2 separate regions of the Mus musculus genome follow, and region 1 is linked to region 2. The links are chromatin contacts, called in public Hi-C maps. All regions are on one chromosome and are shown on one strand. The core of a region is the stretch at or near the end of the contact, and the rest is flanking DNA. Distances in the headings are between cores, read along the strand shown. Region 1 has its middle 31 kb from the start of Ptgs2. Region 2 overlaps Pla2g4a (phospholipase A2, group IVA (cytosolic, calcium-dependent)).

Evidence for each region. A called contact is a pair of places that touch in the nucleus more often than the background predicts.
Region 1: a Hi-C map of pancreatic cancer cells shows a contact between it and region 2, with 2.6 times the contacts expected there. The contact joins two enhancer-like sites. A contact is called at or near these places in 1 of 39 promoter capture datasets (hippocampal neurons), 1 of 484 Hi-C or Micro-C datasets (pancreatic cancer cells) and 3 of 115 datasets of contacts at active chromatin or transcription factors (bone marrow-derived dendritic cells, bone marrow-derived macrophages and microglia).

What each region holds. Positions count from the first base shown.
Region 1 is chr1:150,128,912-150,132,192 of GRCm38.p6, forward strand. No RefSeq gene overlaps it. Among named protein-coding and RNA genes, the nearest start is that of Ptgs2, 31 kb to the left of the region's middle. Within about 2 kb of position 1,315, at least 24 of the 459 cell types and tissues checked have an H3K27ac peak or open chromatin away from gene starts, as enhancers often do. A contact at or near this core is called in pancreatic cancer cells, where this site is marked.
Region 2 is chr1:149,945,249-149,948,845 of GRCm38.p6, forward strand. The region is part of intron 1 of Pla2g4a (phospholipase A2, group IVA (cytosolic, calcium-dependent)); the gene reads right to left. Among named protein-coding and RNA genes, the nearest start is that of Pla2g4a, 14 kb to the right of the region's middle. Within about 2 kb of position 1,898, at least 56 of the 459 cell types and tissues checked have an H3K27ac peak or open chromatin away from gene starts, as enhancers often do. A contact at or near this core is called in pancreatic cancer cells, where this site is marked.

The DNA.
Region 1 (3,281 bases), core at 65-2,564, 180 kb after region 2:
CATATCAACCAAAGATATCTGTATATGCCTCTAATACCACTAGGTGGGAGGTGGAGACAGGAACATTGAGCCTTTACTACATTAAGCATTCATCAACTTCAGCTGGATGAGATCCTGTCTAAACAAAAGTAGAGTAGTGACAGAAAGAGAGAGGGAGAGAAGGAAGGGAAGGAAGGGGAAAGAGAAGGGAGGGAGAAGGAAGGAAGGGAGGGAGGGAGAAGGAAGGAAGGGAGGGAGGGAGAAAGGGAGGAAGGAAGAAAGGGAGGGAGGGAGGGAGGGAGGGAGGGAGGGAGGGAGGGAGGGAGGGAGGGAGGGAAAGAAGGAAGGAAAGATGGAAAAGGAGGAAGGAGAAAGGAAGAAGGAAGTAATAGAGGAACAGATTGAGAAAAAGAGAGGGGAGGGTGGGAGAAAAGGAAGGAGAGAAAGAAAGAAAAAAGAAGGAAAGAGCAAACATCCTGAAATAGAAATCGTATTAAAGGACATCAGGATAGAGTTGGAGGCCTGGAGCAGTTTTTGTGTCCCAGAACAGGAATTGAACAGAGACACACGAGTGGTAGCAAAAGCAGGAACAATTTGTTAAAAGAATGTACACTTTTGGGCTGCATGACATCTCAGTCATTAAAGTACTTGTGGTACAATAATGAGGACCTGCATTCAGTGTTTAGATGTCACATGAAAAGGCAGATCATGGTAGAACATGCTTGTAATCCCAGTGCTAGAGATCACAGGGCACATGCAGTTCACAAGTGTTGGCTTATCCTAGTTGGTGAGTTCTAGTCCAGATGACAGACTATGTCTCAAAAAACAAGGTAGACAATTCCCAAGCAATGGTACCTGAGTCTGATCTCTGCCCCCTACACATGTGCATTTGTAACCATGTCCAATGTGCAGATGTATACCATCACATATGAACGTACACATACACATAGACTTATACAAAGCAAAAGAAAGAAAAAAGAAAGTTCACTTCTAGATCGTGGGTGGGCAGAGTAGGCTAGAGTAGAGAATTTAACAGTTCAGTTGGCCCCACTGTACAAACAATTGGGGCTTTTATGTCACATTGTGTAAGCTTTGGGGGGGGGCGGCGTATAACATTTACTTTGCTAATAGCTCTTAAATGTCCACACACAATGGATGTTCTAGTGTTGTAATAAATCATGGGTCACCTTCAGACATTCCTGAGCACTTCTGCTCCTGTTCTTAGACTTTGTGTAAGCCTAGCGACCCTCACTCTCCACCCTACTTCCCTGCCTCTGAAATGCTTGGAGCATCAGCAAGGAACCTAGATGGTTAGAATGTGAGTGAGCAAGACAAAACTAGCTACGATGACCTCGAAGTGGATGCTACATACTGAGTCACCCAGAGCACCACAGGACTTACGGATGAATAGATTCTTCCTAAAATTCATGGAAATTCTCCAGAGGATAGACTTCGGATAGAAGTGTGACAAAGAGTAGTTCATGCATGCTAGATCCAGTCACCATTTTGATTGTTGCAAATTATAGGCTGGCTTCTCTTCTATCCTTTTTCTCTACGTTTGTTTTGTTGTTGGTTTTTTTTTTTTCCATTGCATTTGTCTCAGGCTGCCCTGAGATTCTTGATCCGATTGTCTCCATCTTCTGAGTGCCAGAATCCCAGCTGTGCACTTCGTGCTCTCAGTGTAGTGTTGTGTTTGTGAAAAGGTCTTGATGCTTGTGGACTTTACCAGGGGGATTTAGAGAAAAGAATAGAGGAAATCTTCAGGCTGGGATGTGGTCCATTCCCTGTCAGTGAACAAATAAAAGCTTTGGGTTAAAGGCCAATTTTATTTGGCAAACTTTATTGTCGACAGAACGATTTTATTGCCTTAGCTACCTTAGGGCTAATAGTAATATACAGATGGGCTTATGCAAAGTGAGCATGCATTTCCTTTTTCCACCCCGGCTGTGGATTATATTACAAAGCATTCCTGTGATGACTAAAAAGGAAGACTGCTATGAACAAATTATTAATATTCCCTGTTGTGAACTGACTTTCTCTTGTGGAAAGAAGGATAGTTGATGGCATTTCCTGATTACATGTTTGCATCTCCAGGACCAAAAAAAAAAAAATGCACTGCTCTGGTTTTAATAACAAATCCAAAAGGAAAGCTCTGGTGAGCCTCCTGGGATCATATGCTCATGTTGGCTCCATTACTGAGACTATAGAAATGGATGAGTCACGCTGACAGGCCAGGTTCTTACACCCATCCCAGCACTGGGGTAAACGTGCTGTGCCCACTGTCTTTGACACCCTTTTCTTTTTATTCTTTTCTTTTTTTTTCTACAAAGTACTCCTTTTATTTTTTGAGATAAAATTAATTATCTTCCCCTAGCCATTCCTCCTTCCAAACCCTATTATACCCTCCCATTTACCTCTCTTTGCTTTCTTTCATATTCATGACCTCTTTTTTAGTAATTATTGTTACCTACACACACATGATATATATACTCATAAATACAGATACTAAAATATATACACATATACATAAACACACACACATAGCCTGTTTGTTCTGTATGTGTGTAATATGTATGGAGTATGTATATATGTATATTTACATCCTTTTCTTATTCCACTCTTCTGTTTGTTGGTTAATTGGCTTTTGGAGATAGGGTATGGCTTTTTAGCCCAGGGTGCCCTGGAACTTGTGGTTCTCTTGCTTTGGCTCCCAATTGCTGGGATTACATGAACCACCACAATAGTGTTTATTCTATTCTACTGCAATTCAGAGTTTACACTCCAGAAATAGAGCTGTGGCAACACAGCACAGGTGTTTGGATTCACAGCTGTAGGTTTGTATGAACCTGGCTCATGTGTTTTAAAGCTCACTAGACTTTTTCCTCTTTCTCAAGTAGGATAACTAATGAAACCAATGGAAAAATACCAGTAAAACATGAAACAGAGGGAAGCTATGATGATATTTTAGGGAGTTGATGGATAACACCCTTCTTTTCTTTCTTCAACTGTTTACATAGAGAGAGTCAAGAAAACGGAAATACCTTTTAAACCAGTCAGATCATGTTTGTATGTTCAAAATGCCGCAGAGGTTTTCAATCCCACACCCAAGAAACGCAAAGTCATTATAGGTCTGTCCTGCCCTGAAGTCACCCTTCCCTCTGCTTGCATAGCTCTTCCCTATCCATGCTTTACCCTGGATTCCTTCTGACTCAAACTGCTCCTTTCACAGATGCCTATGGCTTCTCTACACTGAGGGAAGGAAACAGCATTACATTAGTCTCTGTCCTAAGTGAGCTGAGACA
Region 2 (3,597 bases), core at 648-3,147:
AATGGACCATCTAGGGACTGCTGCACCCGGAGATCCATCCCATAATCAGCCTCCAAACACTGACACCATTGCACATGCCCGCAAGATTTTGCTGAAAGGACCCTGATATAGCTGTCTCTTGTGAGGCTATGCCAGTGCCTGGAAAACACAGAAGTGGATGCTCACAGTCAGCTATTAGATGGAACACAGGGTCCCCAATGGAGGAGCTAGAGAAAGTACCCAAGGAGCTGAAGGGATCTGCAACCCTATAGGTGGAACAACAATATGAACTAACCAGTATCCCCCAGAGCTTATGTCTCTAGCTGCATATGTAGCAGAAGATGGCCTAGTTGGCCATCAGTGGTAAGAGAGGCCCCTTGGTCTTGCAAACTTTATATGCCTCAGTACAGGGGAACACCAGGGCCAAGAAGTGGGAGTGGGTGGGTAGGGGATTGGGGGGGAGGGTTTGGGGGGCTTTTGGTATAGCATTGGAAATGTAAAATAAGAAATTACCTAATTTTAAAAAGTGGGAAAAAAAAAAGAAAGAAAAGGACTCGGCAGAAGTGGGAAGGAACGGAGGGTAATGAGGTGTGAATGTAGTCAAAGTGTATTATAACATGTTTGAAAATATCACCGTAAATCATATCATGGAACATTCTAATAAAAACTAAAAATTTAAGCAATTAATAATAAACACACGCACAAATAAAAAAAAAAAGAACAACTACATAGTAAGAAATGTTCTCAAAAACAAAACAGCAAATTTATGTGCATAGATCAGTCCTCCAGTCAAAAGCTTTCAGACTAAATATTACCAAAGACTTGTAAGCATATAAACAAAGTCTGTAATACTTTTAGCATGGCAGTCTATTTATATTACTGTACCAATGTTAGTGTCCTGGCTTTGGTAAGTGCTTTGGTTATATACAATGGGGAACTTTAGTAAAAGGCACACAAAAACTCTCTATAGCACTTTAATGATTTCTTATCTTAACTATCTCTAGTTTATTTTAAAACACAATACCTGTTATGGGGGCTCTGGTGATGTATGCCCTTAATCCCAGGGCTCTGGAATCAAAGGAAAGTGGATCTGTGAGTTCAAGATCAGCCAAGGCTACATAGTGAGGCTGTGTCTCAAAAAAGAAATGTCAACAGACCTCATTTATATGTACAATTTTCACTCCAGGAAATGAAGCAGTCCTAAGGTAATTGGGTTAGGATACAGTCACTTTTCCTCAGGATAAAATCCTATGTAGTTACTGTCAGTGAGTCCACTTGTATAGTTCTGGTTAGGAGTCAGCTTCCTCTCACCCACTTTCCCCCGCCCGTGACTGACAGTAACAGCAGCAGATACCTCAGGTTTCTGTGGTACCAAGCCATCTCTACCCAACTATCCATAGTAAACACTAGGAAAATGCCTTTACCCCCACAATTAGCTCAGTCCTGGGAATCTTGCTACAACCAAGTTGCACAACTGCTATAATGACTCTTCACAAAACAGAAGGTTTTTCCTCATTTCTTCTAACTAGGCTAAACAACCAATCTTCCTGCGTAAAGACTACCTCCAAGCCTGTGGTAAGAGATAGGAACCTCACAGTTTGGTTGATTTGGGAGGTTTTTGGTTTTATTTTGTTTTTTGTTTTTTGTTTTTTGTTTTTTTTTTTTTTTTTTTTTGTTTTCACTTGGTCTTTTTTCCATCCCTATGCCCCACCCCAATGCCCTATAATTAGAAACCTCTGGAATACTCAGGGTTGGGATACACTTCCCCACGCACACTTGCTTCTGTTGGCTTTCAATCAGTGATTAATATCGTATGCTGTGACCAAAACCCATTTAGTCATGTTGGAGCAACACAGGCTTCTCAGAAGAAGTGAATAAAAACCAAAAGTCTGCCCTGAAGTGCTTTGTCACTTCTGTCTCTCTGCAGAAGATGATGTAACAAAGGGAGAGCATGGTATAATTAGAGCCGTGGCATCTGGTGGCGCGAAGGACAGGAATTACATTTCCTGTGTAATGAATGACATGAGCTTTCAAGGCATTGCACCACCTCCTTAGCCAGAGACAAATAGAGCTTGCTCCCTCTCCTGTCTTGATCCCCTGTGTATTCTGTTGTATAAAATGAGGAGGTGGCTCCTCCATCTCTCAGACTCATTGGACAAAATGAGCAAATATATGTCAACTCCAACCACAATCCAATGAAATAAAGAAAATAATGTATTGTTGCTTATAAAACGTATGCTTTCCCAAGCTGCCTCAACTTGATAGGAGGTGTTTGGCTCTATGGGGAGTTCTAAGAAGTCTGAAGTTGGCTAGTTTGTGGAGCAATTCTTACAAGGATCTTGTGCTTTTTTTAATGGTCGACATTGAGTTTTACTAGAAAATATGAAGTGCTTACATTTCAAATCAACTAGCACTTTAAAAAGTAAAAACACTGATCCACTGGCTTGTCTGATGCTAACTAGAACCAAAGTTTCCTTCAGTATGGTGGATAAGCAGTTGCTTTGGAAACAAAAGAACTTGTCTCTGGGTCCTATCAGCATCTTCCCTAGACATGCATAACCACTCAGGCATTGCTAAAGTTCTGTTCTGGAATGGTATGAATGATGCTTCTCCTTTTTAAACTAGAGCTAACCAAAGCATTCTATCAACCGCAGACAGAGAAAAATGAGCAATAGGAATCAGAACAGTAAATGTGCCAGGCATGGTGGCATAGGCCTTTAATCTCATCATTCAGGAGGCAGAGGCACTTGGTCTCTGAGTTAGAGACTAGCCTGGTCTACATAATGGGTTCCAGGTAAGCCAAGAATACATAAGGAAACCCCGTCTCAAAACAAATAAAAAGGTAGTTAAGAAGGCATGTATAAGAAATGTCCTCCAAGCCGCATTACTTTAGCACAGAAAGCCTGAGAGCTTTCTTGTTCTCTTGAAGATGTAAATGCGTATTCTCAGTCTCAAAGACACAGGTTATCAACTAGGTGGGTTCCCAGCAAGCATGTGGAGGAAGAGCCTACCCAGCATATCACGACGAGGCACCTGTTGCCATATGCTGGAACCCATGCTCTTCTTCTGGCGCTGATGTATTTTTTCTCCCTGCTTTCTCTTTTAAGTCTCTAATTCTTCTTCCTGACCACTCACATGTGCCTTCCTAAAGCTCACTCTAAACCCACAACCACATACAGAGCATGCACCAGCCAGCAGAACAGAGTCTATTGGCCTAAACTAAGACTTCAGAGAAGCACAAAGTAGGAAGATACACAGGAAGGTGGCAAGGAAATGTTAGGGAAAGACTTAGTGCTAAAGATTTCTGGTCCTCCCTGGAGCTGTCTGCCAGCTATTCAGTGTTCTTCATAAATGCAAATTGAGGAAGCACTCTTGATATATCTACTAGCTCGGACCCTTGTGTTTCTATGTGATAGCTCAGCACAGCTGTGTACTTCATTACACAGTGGTGGCCCTGACTCTGAAAAGCGCAAGGAGAGTTCTGCTTCCTTCTCCACGTTCTCAACTTGGACCAGGAGCAATTATTTAATTACTCTTGATTAAAAGGACAAATAAACAAATGATGACTTTTCATGGTATACTGGAGAAAACTTTCCAGAGTATAAATGAACCATGCAC